Regions from separate parts of the Hordeum vulgare genome. Here region 1 is linked to region 2. Evidence: chromatin contacts called from public Hi-C data. All regions are on one chromosome and are shown on one strand. The core of a region is the stretch at or near the end of the contact, and the rest is flanking DNA. Distances in the headings are between cores, read along the strand shown.

Region 1 (7,638 bases), core at 1,894-4,393, 290 kb after region 2:
TAAATATGCTCCTAAAGCAGGAACGTTCATGCACAAAGATGTACTGCATCAGTCTTTCTTCCTGGCAAAGAGATGAAAGACACTTGGGATAGTAATTGAGATGTGGGTCTGAGTTGTTGCCTCTGACTAAACAACTAGAGTTCCAACTCAGAATGTCAAAGGCTGTGGTTGTAGAAAAAGGAACACATGAGAATAATTGATCTCATCAGAAAACATTTAGAGTTCAAGGTTGAGATTGAATTGTCATTATAAGCAAACAGAACTTGTCATCTTTCTACTGCCTGAATTATAGGAAAATTGCTTGTACAGTTTTACGAAGTTTTAAATTCAGTCACAGCGATTCCTCAAACAAAAACAAAAATCAGTCACAACATAATACAACACTATTAATTCGTTCATCTAAAAACTACAAGTCATCACTAACAACTAGGCTGGAGCTCCACAGTTCACAATCCCTTGTGTTGCCTCGTGCTTTCACATCTGAAGATGGCATATGCTCTTTCCTTTTCTCGCAGTCCCAATCAGAACCTCAAGAGGGCTTATTCCATCAGACAGCAGCAGCGAAGAAAATGTTGTGGGTAGTACTTAAAATCTGCAGCTCACAGACATTGATTCAAAAATAAGGTCAAAATGCACAACGCAAGTTCGAAATTGGTAGCTAATAGTACAAGTCATATGTCAAGTGAAAAAGTATTCAGTAACATCAAGCCTTTTCATAACTAGGACATGCTGCCAGCACTGGTGGCTGTACTACGCTTATGCTGCTGTTTAATTAACTAAGGCCTTGTACAATGCAAGGTGCTTAGGGGAGATGCTTAGAAAAATAAACCAGGCTTTCCTTAAGCAGCGGTGCTTATTTTTATAGGAGAGGTGCCTAATTAAGCGTCTATCCTGTACAAATAAGGACCAGTGCTTAAGAAAAACCTGATTATTTTTCTAAGCACATTCCTAAGCACCTTGCATTATACAAGGCCTAACAAGATCATAGTGAGGACTGAGGAGCAATACCTATTTTACACCATATGTGATCGCTACTCCAGAAATTCTTCCATGAGACCCTATTAAAATTAAACAGAATATTATTTGCACTGGAAACATTCAGAGCGGGAAAATACAGAATAACAGATAGCAAACCTGTGATATAAATTGTTCTGCATCTGTGCGCCTAAGGAAATGGAGTGAGTTTTTGGTCAATGATACGGAATGGTCACCAAGAGATACTTCACCAATGTCCTCCAGCACCCGTACCTGGATATAAGGATCTTTGGGGGGTACCATGTCCTATAAAAGATGTACAGAAAGTCCGGTAATCATGCTTCATCCCCAAAATGTAAATGAATCGGAAAATATACACACCACTGTTAAATCTATATCCATCTCTGAGATATATGACTTAATGGCTGTAGAGTGGCTCCTGAAGTACTCCTTTTCTGAAAAATTGAGCTTTTCTTGTATTTCATGAGGAAGCACAGGACCAATTTTCCATCTAAAACTCCGAATAGTTTCTGCTCGGTTGTACCTAGTTGGATACAATGCTTTCAGCTAGTGTACACCCAAAAGCGGGATAAGCATATGTATAATCAGCATTAAAGGGGGAGGGAGAAAGAGAGAATCCATTGTGAGATTTGAGTAGTATACATGTAAGCCATAAGGCATCTTTTGTTGCGGAGCAGCGAGAGATGGTGAATAGCTGCACCATAGTGGTCTTCGTTTCTTGTTGTTTCAATGTCTAAGTTTTGCTCCACCATTTTTCTGTCACAAGCAAAAAGGCAAATCAGGCATTTGAATAGTCTGTACACTGTGATGTGAGGACAGCAACTAAGGGTGCTGTTGATTCAATGCAGATCGTTTACTTTGCTGATGAAATGGTGAAATCAATCAGTTTACTCATAAGTCGAGGTTACATGAGCACAATCAACATTCTAATAGGATGCAAGTTACCTGATCAATGCCTGAAACTGTGCATTGTGCTCACCGCACTCTCTAATGACCTGATCAAATACATCGCTCTGCAAATTTCATAAGACAACAAGTTAGGGATCAGCGTAATAGACAAATGAAACTGCAGCTAGCATAATCAAACTGCCCAATCAGTACAAGAATATGATACAGTGCTGCAGCTACTGCCTGAGTTTCGCCTAAAGACCATTGGTGGTATGATTTATCGTCCACATAAGTAATGAATGCTTTAACAGCAATATCATGGAATTCGGTATCATGAACCTTACAGTTTAGCCAGTATGTGTTGGCTCACACAATTACAGGAGGAGAGTGGCGCGAAGCACTTCAGAGTAACCAGATGTTAGCCAGACCAATCACTAAGAATTGTTCTGCGGCTGTATGCAGTTCAGGTGCCGGTACATAACACTTGCTTATAAATAGTAGTACTGGTAGTAACAGTAGAGTACATGGTTTCCAAAATACAATTACTCTCATACAAAGTCGACACAGACAAAAATCCGCTTTAATGGAGTAACAAGGATGCAGAACCCTAAGATTTATCTGGAGACCCTGACGACTTAGGAGGAAACACATGCTGGCACACAAACCGCATAGGATGCTAGAAGATAACAATTCCCATAAGGCAGTAAAATAGACAGGCCATAGATCCAATTTCTCACATACATATACAGACGCCTAACGAAACCAGATTGGACAAATTGGCCCCAAAAAACAGATGCATCAAGGCAATCCGGAGCCCCGCGGGCTCAGATTCCGAACCGGCGAGCAGGGACCAGGGACTGCGAGCGCGTATGGGGTAAAGAGACGAAGAATTACGTTGAAAACGACGAGCTGGCCGGGCTCGCAGGCGTCGAGCTCCTTCAGCAGCTGCGACGCGCGCCTCGCGTACATCCTGCTCCCCCTCCCTCCAGCCCTCCCGCCGCCGCGCGCGACCTGTTCGACGGAACGTCGCTCGAGGACAGGGCCGGATCTGTCACTGCTTGGAGCCTGGGACCGGCAGGGACGGCAGATCGCGCGCGGTGGGCGTTTGTCTAGTGGTATCGGCCGGACGAGAGGCGCGGGCGGTGGGGGGAAGGGGAATTTGGTGTCGTCGCGCGGGAAAAATTTCGTGGACTCGCTTTGGTAGGCGGGAGAGCAGAGCAGGGTGAGGATCATAGGAGCGTGCTTTGTTTGGGGCGCTACCACAGGCAGAGGCGTGACGTTCCTCATTTGTGCGCATACACAACCACACCCTTATTTTCAAGCGTAATGTTTTATGCCGCACGATCGGCCAAAACTCGGTAACGGTCACAGTCTCCATGCACGCGTTTGCGACCTGTTTTTTTTCTTTCTTACGAATAGGACTTGCATTACTCAAAAAACAAAGTGTTGCATTCACCATATATCAGTGGTTCGGCAATGCATTCTACCAAAATTAGCCAAATCGTGGCTGACATTATTACAGGGTCGATGAGCATGAGTAATGCAAGAATAAGATACCACTTTATTGAAGCCAAGGCAAAGGCAAACCAGATGCAAACCCTCTCTCCTAAAACAGTAGTGATCTTTTTTTTTAAATGAGAGGGGTTTCACCCCAGCATCAACTTTATTGAAGCCAAGGCAAAGGCAAACCAGATTCAACATACACAAACCTCGATGGACAGCCTAAGATACGAGCCACATAATCAAACAAGCAAAGTACAACTAGTTTAGCCCTATTACAAAATACTTTTACATGACAAAGCAAGAAATCAACATATATGTAATATCAGCGCCAAAAGGAGTAAATAACATAAAACTACTAGTTTACGGGCTATGGTTCCAAAAAACTATCGGATTTCAAATTTTTCCATAGAACTACTAAACGCGTGGTTCGCTGTTTCGAAAAACCCAAATCGTGAGTGACTAGCGATTTAACCGCTTTCCTCACGGGTTGGGCCCACCGGTCGGGCCACCTAGCCCAGCGCGGGGACAGTGCGGCCGTTACGCCGACCGGTCCGGTCGGAACCTAATAAAAACATCAGGTCGTTGGCTCGGTCCCGTGCCGGCTCACTCCCCGCTCCCACTCCCCTGCTCCAATACAAGCTCGTCGCCGCTCGCCGTCTCCGAGAGCTGCCGGCGTCGACCTCCTTGCCATGCCTTCCTGGAACGACGGGGAAATGAGCTCCGACGATGACTGCCAGGTCGTGAGCATGGACATGGGACTCCTGGTAAGTTTGTTCCTTGCCACCCAGGGTTAGTGTTAGGGATAAATGCCATGGATATTGCTTTGTTCCTTGTCACCTAGGGTTAGGGTTAGGGATAAATGGCATGGATATTGTTTAGGGAGGGTGGGGCTTGGTTGTAGGATTTAGCTTAGTTAGGGTTCTTGCTGATTTGTGGACTTATATAGTGTTATGGATAAATTCGAATGTTCAAGTATATTGTTGGTTGAAAGCATTGTTGTTTGTGATTTTATGGTTGTAGGAGGCACCAGACACCATTGTGGAGCCCCTTTTCTGTGGCCAACTTGAGCTATCTGAACCCAAATGCATTCTGCACCACATGAGGCCTCTTAAATGTGTGGCTTTTGAAGGCAAAGACGTTTCTATTGCTGCCCAGTCCAGGTTAGATGTCAATTTTGGTGTGTTACATATGTATATTCAGTGTAGCACATGATATGACACTGTAACTTGTTACGTTCAGAAATTTTTGAAGTTATGTTCAGAAAATTTGGCCTCCTGTTTCAGTTATGGCATTGCAATAACTTATCATATTTCAGTTATGTTCAGAAAAATTGAAGTTAATGATGGCATTGTAATAACTAATATTATATACAAATGCAAGAAAATGGTGTGAATCGTGGTGTTGTAGAGTAGGTCCATGGGCCTTGGCCTCCTGTTCTTCAGAGATGTTTGGACAAGCTATGGGAAATGTTCCATGAAGAGAACTGTGGAAGGGTACTTGACAAGGAGAAGTTTGAGAAGGAGTTGGCCAAGCTCAAGACTGAAAATGACAAGCTTTCCATGGAGTGTTGCAAGCTTGTTGAAGATGTATCAAAAATGTTTGATTGGCAGGATGGGAAGGTGGATGGGAAGATGAACCAGAAGCAAATGGATGATGTTGCAGTGTAGATGGAAGGACACTTTGAGAAGAAGAAGGAGGAGGTGGAGGAGAAAACTAGGTTTGAGGTGTAGATGGAAAACTTAAACTTGCAAAGGAGCACACGTGCATTTTGCATAGCCAAGATGCCATTATCAAGAACACCAGGAAGGCTATGAAGGATGTTGAACTCGACAGAGATCTTCTTAAGAAGGAGAAGACAAAGCTTGAGCAAGTTGTTAGTGAGCTACCGAAAGATGGGCATGGCAGCAAGGAAAAGTTGGAGAAGTTTTAGATGACCTGGTGTTCTTAGCAGGAGAAGAAGTGTTGGTTCTTTTCTTTTTAGCTGGTGCTGGTGCTGGTGTTGGTGATGTTGTTGTTGTTGCTGCTGCTGCAGAAGTGTTAGACCTAGTCCTCTTAGCTGGTGCTGCTACTGCTGCTGTTGCTACTCCTTCTGCTGCTGCTGCTCGGCAAGTTGAAGCAACCCTTTTATTTGCCCTAGAAGAAGGCAATAGAGCTGGTGCAGGTGTAGAAGAAGGCCTCTGAACATTTGCAGCCATAGAAGAACCAACTTTAGAGTAATTTGTTCTGTTCTCCTACAAAATGGCATGAAACAATGGCCACAAATTACCAGGTGCTTTTTCATCCTCATCTGAAACTTAGGCTTCAAAGGGTCACCACAATTGTTGAACCTATGCCCTTGCTTCTTGCAGTTGCTACATGTCATAGTACCAATTTTGGATATGTCCTTTTTGGTTGGCACCTCAAATATACCTTTCCTCCTAGCAGTTTGCTTTTTTCCCTTCTTTTCTTTGAACACTGGTGGAGATATGTCATCTCCACGTGTATGAGGCCAGTGGTCGGGACCTGGAACTGGGAAAATTATATGCTTGTATGTTTCATAGTACATGGGCTTTTTGAAGAAATCATTGACAAAGTCTTCAGGATGTAGCTTCACTTTCTGCATTGCATCAATGGCATGACTGCAAGGCACAGCTGTCATGTCCCACCTCCTATAGTCACGGGAATGGTTGTTCAAGTTAATACAATATGTGTTATCAGAACTACTAGTAACTTGTGAGATGCCTGGACCTGCCATATATGCTTCACAATACTTAGCCCATTTCTTGCCTTCTTCTAAGATTTCTGAGTATGTTGGTGTGATCTCCCATCTGCAAGTTTTTGTTTTCTCTTTGATTTTCTGAAACTTGATCATCAACTTTGTTCTTATGCCCTCCAACATAGTACTGATTGGCTTGTTCCTAACATCCAATATCATCATGTTGAAAACTTCACTAAGGTTGTTTACAACTAGGTCAGTTTTGCAAAATCTATCCATTTTGTATCTTGCCCATGTATGGTATGGTATCTGAGACAACCACTGACAAGCCTCATAACTTTCTCTCTTCACATTTTTCATCCTTTATCATGACCATGCTTAGTGAAGGAATATGCAGCCTGATCTAAGTGCTTCTTGAGTTCCTCCCCTATAAAATCAGATGATAGGAAGTTGGCATATATATGTCTAAGACAAAACTTCTGTGGAGAAATTACTATGAGCATGCTAACAAACAAATTAATCTAAACCTCCCAACCTCACCTCCCAGACTCACCTTCCTATACTACACTAAATGTATGAATGAATGGAGAAATTACTTACCTAACTCCACCAAACGATGATGCACACTTGTGCCCCCCCCCTCTGGATCCGCGTGGATGCACCTCGCCACTCCCATTGCTGCCCGGTATGTCGGATCAAGCTGGATCTCCGATGGTGATGGTTGAGGCGACCGCTGCATCGGGAAGCTCGAGCTACCTAGCCATTTGTATATCTCTGAATGCCTGCCACTCTCCTCGCCGGTGACGCCTACTAGCTGCGACACGCCGCCGACGACATCTGGCTGCGGCGCCGCCATCGCACCTAGGTCAGAGAGCGGGCGAGAGGAGGAAGAGAGGAGGGGAGAGTGAGAGAGAGGGCGAGCGGCCGGCTCGTGAGGTTCCGACCGGACCGGTCGGTGTAACGACCCTTAACGACCGCGTCGACCCTGCGCTGGGCCAGGTGGCCTGACCGGTGGGCCCAACCCGGAAAGCGGTTAAATCGCTAGTCACCGATGATTTGGGTTTTTCGAAACAGCGAACCACGCTTTGGTAGTTTTCCGAGGAAAAATAAAATCCAGTAGTTTTTTGGAACCATAGCCTCTAAACTAGTAGTTTCGTGCTATTTACTCCGCCAAAAGCCACTCCACTCTGCCATGAACTGATAAAACTACCACGCGATCCTAATAAACTCCCTCTTCAATGGTCCAAGAGCCTTAAACACCGGAGAAGAAGCGCATCATGAATGTCTGAACACAAAATTTTCCATTGCATGATAAAAGCCCTCACTAGATCCATGATACAATGCATGTTTCGCCACATCCTCCCCTGAAAGACAAATTCGTTGCGAAACAATCATAATCCCCACAAGGTGGCATATGATACAATATTGACAGCCTCATTAAGCTTTTTCTGTTTCCAAAAAACAACAAGATCATCAAAAGAGCAGGGTACAAAAATACCATAGATATCTGAAATAATAACCCAGATTTCTTTAGCAACAACGCATTCAATGAACAA
Region 2 (7,524 bases), core at 1,039-3,538:
ACGAGTCGGGGACGTCCATTTCGGCGAGGGCGTTGCTGTTGATGGCCATGGCGGCCTTGAGGATCTGGTTGGCGGCGTCGCGCTTGTGCTCCAGCTGCCTCCTGGTGGCGTCGCGGAGGCCGCCGGGGGGCAGGCGGGGCACCGGCAACCACCACTTCTCGTCACGGCGGTGGGCCGGCCTCCTGAACGAGGCCGAGCCGTCGCAGTCCGGCGCGCATATCCCCTGGTCCACGTACCAAAACTCGGTGTCTCTGAAACTCTCCAGCGTTTCCTGCCAGCAGAGAGGGGTTCCGTCAGAACGATGCTTCCCAGTTCGTCGTCAGAAGAATCAACGATTTCTTTTCTGGTTGAACTCACAAGAAGCATGTGGTCTAGCTTCCGTAGCGCCGGCAGATTGATGTACAGATCGGATCGCGGCCTGCTCGTCATGATCTGAAATAGGGAATCTGCCGTAAGTGCCAAGCAGTTCACTAAAAGGGACTGTTTTTCAGGTAAAAGTACGAGCTGTAATATGTCTTCAAGGTATATAGTCCATATAAAGGAATAAGATATTCTACACTCAGTAACATTTCTGAACCCGTGTTCTATCTTAGGGTACCAACTTCGGTATTTATCGCCATGTTAAGTTCAGGGCAATCATTTATTGTGTTCATGATGAAATTAATTAGTAGCGAACACTGGGCACATAAGTTTGATCTTTAGTGCACATCTTGGTAGGTAAGTAGCAGTAACTGGATGCAATTGGTACTCACAATAAGAGTATATTTGAAATTTGATGAAACGCGCAAAAGTGAATGACCAAACGGACAGCACATTCATGTGGCCTTTACTCTTTGGACCTCAAAAACGCAACCCCGCCCAACCGTTCTTACAATAAACGAGATTAGGTACCAAACGGCTAAGCACGTCGGAGCATACTTAAAGGCTATTTCGAGTGGTCCATGTCCAAGTTAAATTCGAATCAACATTGGATTTGCGCTTCATTAGGGCGTCCGTAGAACCCAAATTAACTCTGTACTTGCTCATGAACAACAACGACACCTTGGAGCACTACTGATTTCTAGTTTTCTACTGTCATTATTTTTCGTATGTGGAACTTGTAAAAGCAATTCCATTTTCCACAAAGTGGTGTTAGCTCATTAAGATCGATAGATTTTACTCATTGAAATCATCCTACTGTAATGAAACATCCACCGCAAAGGATGGTTAATTTGACATGAGTAGGATTGTTGCGGTTCAGTTAGTTTTCAGTTACCTCAAGCCTTGTCCCGTCGGGGAACGTCTGCCATGTGGGCACCAGCTCGACGATGTGGTCGCTGACGCAGAGCAGCCAGTCCATCTCCCGCCGCCACATCGCCTTCTTCTCCGGCAGCAGCGGCTCCAGCCTCCAGAGCTGCCCGAATATCGTCGCTGCAGCCCGACCAGCGCGTCAGAATTTACCTTGCCCACCATCTCTCCGCTAATGACACCGTACAGCGAACCGGGCAGACGCCCTTGCCGCTCCCGGACAGAGAAGACAGAGTTTGCTCACCGCAGAGGTTGGTGATGGCGTTGGAGATGGCGAGCGCGGTGCAGACGCCCTTGCCGCTGCCGGACATGTCCTCGCCCAGCAGCAGCTTGGAGAACCTCTCCTTCATCAGCTCCACCTCTGCGGCCAGCCAGATTCGTCAGCGGCACGGCCAACGAGGCCGTTCTGGATCGACCTTAACTATATTTACTAGTCCTACTACTACGAAAGCAAGCAAGGAATCTGCCGTGTGCTCACCTGGGGCTCTGTGCCTCTCGGCGCCCGGCGGGTTCTCCTTGCCGGGCGCCGGCGCGGGCGCGGGCGGCTTGGCCGCGGCGTCGTCGGTGACGCAGGTCTTGATGGCGACCTGCTGCCACTCGTCGGGCGGGCAGTAGGACTCGCTGGAGGCGGCCACGGAGCTGGCGCTGGAGCTGCTCCCGCGGCGGCACTCCTCGGACTCCGCCGTCAGCGTCTCGCTCACGGCCATCTCCTCCTCCTCCTCCTCTTCCTCCTCGGCCGCGGCTCCCCCGCCTCTCGCCATCGTTACTCTTACGAGGAGCGCTATATGCGGCTGCTACGACGGCGGCTGCTCCTCCTACTATGCCGATGGTACGTACTGACGCGCGACGTAAGGGATTGGTGGCGTCTCGGGCGGAGCGGAGCGGAGCAGAGCAGGGCCGTGTTGTTGCGGGGTAATTGCATGAGACGGCGAGGGAGGCGGGGAGTATAAAGGCTTAAAAGAGGTGAAAGGAAGGAAGAAAGAAGGCCAGCGGTGGGAGGGAGGGAGGGAGGAGGAGTGACCGTTGGGGTTTTGAGTTGTTTTGGTGGGATTCTCGGTGCGGGCGGCAGGGACGGTCAGTGAGCCTGTGGGAGTGGGTGAGTGAGGCTGTGAGAGCAACAAAACAAAGGCCGCCGTGGCAGCTACGCTCGCCCGACGGTGGTCCGCCCGTCGTCTTGGCTGGCGGCTTTCTCTCTACGTACGTACTCCTATCTCTCTCTCTCTGCCATCGCCTTCTTTTGCCGTTGCGCGCTGTCGAGTGCTGGTCTGGGCGTGCATGTGGGTGGGAGGGAGGGAGGGAGGGAGGGAAGGTGGATACAAAAAATTGGTTGCAGGATCCGCACGTTAGGGGTGCAGAAATCGGTCTAGAGCGCCGGCCGTTTGGTTTGATGATGATTCCTCGTTGCTCTTCCTCGGTTGGCTTTGGTTGTTTAGTGGCGTTGAGCATGATGATCAAACGGTCAATTTCTTTGTTTATTGGTGGGAGACGCGCACAAGTGGTGTTCATCACTTCACATGTTACACCACCGTGCAGCGCTTTTTTTTTTTTTTTTGATAAATGGTGAATTTTATTGACTTAACATAAAGGGTGAAGAGAATACAAACACCATAAGCACATATCTTATCTCCGCACTGTAAGGATGGGCAACTTGGTGCATCGCATGCAGGGAGATTATAATTATAGGAACGGTGATGCTAACAATAATGCTTTCCAATTTGGAAACACTCAAAAAGATAACAAATGGCTGCTAGTCGGATCCAACGCCAACGTGAGGACGTTGCCGGAGATGAAATCTGTGACGATGCCAAGGTGGCGACATCGCGAGAGGTGTGGCTGGACAACAGGATGCAAGATGGGACACACAGACGCCGTGCCGAGGCTAGGTGAAAGGGTAGCGGTTAGGGTATGGATTTCCACGAGAATCAGGGTAGGAGGTTAGATGGAATGACGGGTCATAAGTCGAATGTCGTGGGACGGGGTGGAGGGGGCGGAGGAGGGGGAGAGGGTCGATCAAATGATAAACAGACAAAAAACTACTCGTTTACATCCTAGATTTAAGATTGGGTTGACAATGTTGAAAATAGACATGGAACTTATATATTTCCACGCCTTTCCCAAATTAATATTCTTCCAAAAAAGTTTCTCATATCTTTAAATCACCCGAAGAATATTGGTAAACCCAAAATCAGAATACTAAGTTATAAAATGATTATATTGAAGGTATACTGTAAATTAAAGAAAATGTTTTTTTTGTAAAAATACAATGTAGTTATTTTTGTTGGAATAAAAAACACAATGTCCTTGCACAATGCTCACAACAACTCTAATATTGTTTGTTGTGTTAGGGCTTCTTCGACGCTTACCCGTAAATTTTCTTCGACATCTGTCCATGGATAGGGGGGCAGTCCGCGGACATTGATATTGGAGGCCACCATCCAACGCTGTGTGTATACATTTGAAACACTTTTTTAACAAACCGGATAAAATTCATACAAACAAGAAATATTTTCATATAAACAGAAAGAGATTCAAACACAACGGATTTCACATAAACCAGACAAAATTCATTACATTTCGATACCTCATCTAAAAGCGGAACTTGTTCTACTCCGGATGTATAATTTCCTAATATAAACGATCGCCGACATCCGTTCCCCATGTCTCGGCATGAGCCCCCAAAACTGAAGCTCCAACACTTGCCTTCGCCTTCTCGAGTTCTGCCTCAGCGCTCTCCAGCTGTGTCTCTACAACCTCTCTCATTGCAGCTTGAGCGGCTAATTGGACGGCGATTGTCAACCGACCAAGCTTGACTTTAGGTCGAGGGGAAGAGTCGTGGCCTTCCTGAGACCCGAGCGAGGGCGATATACCATGCACTATCTTCCTTGACGGTGCTACCCGCGGACATGCCAACTTCGTAGTCGTGGCGGCGGGGCGCGACCTTGGTGGATCCGACGATGTCTTCCTTGTCGTCGCTCTTGCCCCACACCTCACCCGCCCCTCGTTGAACTTCTTGTAGGTGGTCTCCAGTTTTGCCTGACGCTAGCGGTACTGCTAGCGGTGGAGGCAGATCTCACGGGCAGAGCGGTAAGATTCGAGCAACGCCACCTGCTCTGCCACGTCCACATCTGGCGTGATCGCCCTACCGGCGACGAGCCGCTCATCCGTCTGTAGGTGCTCCTCAAGGAGCTAGAGGTTGAAGGCCGCGTCGCCCTGCGCCTCCCGGAACCACTCCTCCCGCTCATCCGGTACCATGTCCATATAGTGGGCACGAGCCTCGTCGATGATCATGGTGCAATCCACCGGAAAGGGTGACACCGATGAGGAGGATGGTGCAGGCTCACCCTTGGCTGCGTCCACCATTGGGACATCCTCGGCCTCCTGCTGTGTGCCGGCCTCCCAGCTGGCAGCAATGGCGGCCATCTCCTACTTCTGCTTCGGTGACAGTACGTCCGAGAGAGCTTTGGTGCACGAGGAGGCCATTGTGGAAATGGTGTGAAGAGGAGAAAAAGGCCGAAGGAGGATGACTGCCGACTATGGCCGGGGTTGGAGTTTATATAGCGGGTGAATGGAAGGGTGGGCGGCCTACAGACGAGCGGTTGTCGCGAGAGTAGGTTCCCCGACAATCGTGTGTTATTAATATGGATGGCAGACGGACGAACGGATGGTCATGGTGTCGTTTGAACATTGAACAGTCGTCAATGAGAGACACATCTGCTTTGACCGGACATGAATGTAGCACTCACGCTTTGGAGCGGCGTTGGCAATTTCGGACGAAAAGCGCTTGCGAGCAAGGGCGGGTTTTTTGGCGGGTCAGGATGGTCACAAGTACACACATCGATGGTGTGGACGCCCGTAAAGCTATTCACATTTGCATTCAATTTACGGTAGAAAATACTGATGCATATAACAAACAATGTTCGGACCGTACGGTTCAGACAGTTGCGGGCAGTTTGATAACAGTGTACCATGTAGAAAATTTCCCCAATGTTGCGCTGTAGCGCTTCCCACTCAATATGCATATAAGCAACATTTCAAATTCTGAGTTTGTAAACACAGAGGGAGAGAAAAAAGATTGATGCAGTAGATAGATCGAATGCATCTAGCAGAACAAAACGTGAGGGTGAAAAAGCGCCCGCGGTTTGACTTGGCTGGCGCGGCGCTATGTCCTTTTGCGGCGCACGAGAAATACCATCCGTGTCGCTAGCTGCTGCCCCGCCCCCACACGGCTGCCCCACGAAAGCGGCGTCGAAAACTTATATTACAAGGAGAGCGAAACTCGTCGGAAGCCCCTACGCATCGTAAAATCATCGATTTTTGTTAAGTACTCCAATACTCCCTACATCACATACTATAACAACACTTTTAGCACTGTATTCTATATCTATACCTATACCTACTAATAAAGCACCTATTGTTTCTGTGGTACGTCATTAAATTACCCTAAAGTTCGTCAAAATTATCCACCAATGCCACCCGTAAGTGACAAAAACGATTCGTTATTTGAACTTCGACTCAGCTCTTTCTAAAGGACGTGCTTTCCGTATTTTATCACAAGTACAAGGCTAGCTGAACCGATTTGGTGTGTGCTGTCCCACCTTGGAGATCCAGGTTTGATCCCTATCGCGGCCGAAAACACTTTTTGTTCTTCTATTTCGTACTTTTTCTACTTTTTTTTTCTCTTTTGCCTTTATTTCGATAAACTTTGCACAAATGTTAATCATAGATGAAAAAATTGACAAATTTATAGACAAAAAAGTTTTCATATATACAAAAAAATGTACAGTGCGTATGGACAATAAATAATATATTTTTTTATTTTGAAAAACATTAATCATGTATTTAAAAAACTTTAAATGTGCATACAAAAATGTTTCCGGTGTATAAGAAAACATATACAAAAATATATAATGTGTATGGAACAAAGTAGACATAAAAAATAGAACTTTTCAAAAATGTTAATCGTGTATTTGAATAATGTAAAACATGTATAGAAAAAATGTTCATGATGCATACACAATATATAAAATGTGTATTAAAAAAATTAGACATCAAAACTCAATAATGTTTCTGATGTCACACGCAAAAAAATGTTTCTAATGTATAAAAAATATACAATATTGTTTGTACAATCTTTACGTAAACAAATGGCTTGGCTTTGATTTTTCATATATATTGTCGTGGGTATAAGCCTGACAGTAGATGTGTAGGGTACGAATGAGATGGGCAGAGTCCTAGCTACGGCAAGGTTGTATGAGTTCAGACCCCTCTGCGGTGGAGGTAACAGCCCTACGTCTCAGTGTTCTCGGAGCTTGTTGTCGAGTGTAATATGGAATACAATGATTTGCTAACCCCTACCAGTGGGGGAGGGCGGCTTATATAGAGTGCGCTGTCCTCCACAACGGTTCCGGTACAGGGGTGGAGTAGTGGGGATTGAATGCGTACGTTACACGTAACGTATGCTCTAAATGCTAATAAATGCACCCGGAAACGTACGGCCGTTTCCCTCCACAGAGGTTACGATGTACCGAGTGTAGTCAGTCGGTTAGCTTGGTATCCTCCGAATGCTAGTCTCCGACTAGATGATTGAGGACCTGTTACCGACTGGATGATGGGGACTCCTTAATTCAGTCGGGGCAGACTTAGGGCCCTGCCCCTTGTGTGGGGGTAGTCCTTGGGTAGGACCTGTATGCCAGGCCTATGAACCTACCCTAGGACTATGACCCCATCATTAGTCCCCGAATGGATTGGGGTTAAAACGACGAAGCGGTGCTTGAAGTTCGGATCCGACTGGATTAGATTCGGCTTGGGCGTTGCTTGCCTCTATCCATTTTATCTTTTCTGACCAACGATCCGAGTGGAAGTGCTTGCGAAACAGACTGTCGGGAGCCGAGTGTTTCTGCGGCATCTTTTGACGCGACCGGTCAACTGACAGCGGCGGATTTTCCGGGATCTCAAATTTCGGGTTCCGCGCGCTCAGCGGGGATGACGCCAGCGCACTCGAGTAGCGCCTGACGCCTCGATTCTCGCGTCTTCAACTCCTCCACTGATATCGCCGTGGCCGGTCGGGCGGATAAGGTTTCGGGGCCACCCGCCAGTGACCCACTCGGAACCCTATTTAAATCTGGGCGGCGAGGCTTCTTCGTTACGCTCGCCGAATCTTTCGCTCTCGCCTGCTCCGTCTTCCTCGCCACCTCCAGCGCTCCTACACCCCTTCCTTCTCCTTCCTCTCGAGGGTTC

What was found. Hi-C and Micro-C count contacts between places; a contact is called where the count stands out from the background.
Region 1: a contact with region 2 is called in a Hi-C map of seedling, with 3 times the contacts expected there. The contact joins the promoter of LOC123415194 here to the promoter of LOC123445666 in region 2. A contact is called at or near these places in 1 of 6 Hi-C or Micro-C datasets (seedling) and 1 of 1 datasets of contacts at active chromatin or transcription factors (embryo).

What each region holds. Positions count from the first base shown.
Region 1 is chr1H:464,967,163-464,974,800 of MorexV3_pseudomolecules_assembly, forward strand. LOC123415194 (DNA replication complex GINS protein PSF1) reads right to left here and starts at 3,144. Exons shown (of 7, transcript XM_045106715.1): 1 at 2,779-3,144; 2 at 1,942-2,009; 3 at 1,639-1,752; 4 at 1,357-1,519; 5 at 1,135-1,281; 6 at 1,009-1,058; 7 at 223-592. The coding sequence starts at 3,117. The coding sequence ends at 1,032.
Region 2 is chr1H:464,681,625-464,689,148 of MorexV3_pseudomolecules_assembly, forward strand. It overlaps LOC123445666 (rop guanine nucleotide exchange factor 7-like), which reads right to left and starts at 2,289. Exons shown (of 7, transcript XM_045122689.1): 1 at 1,766-2,289; 2 at 1,532-1,648; 3 at 1,256-1,410; 4 at 358-432; 5 at 1-271. The coding sequence starts at 2,048.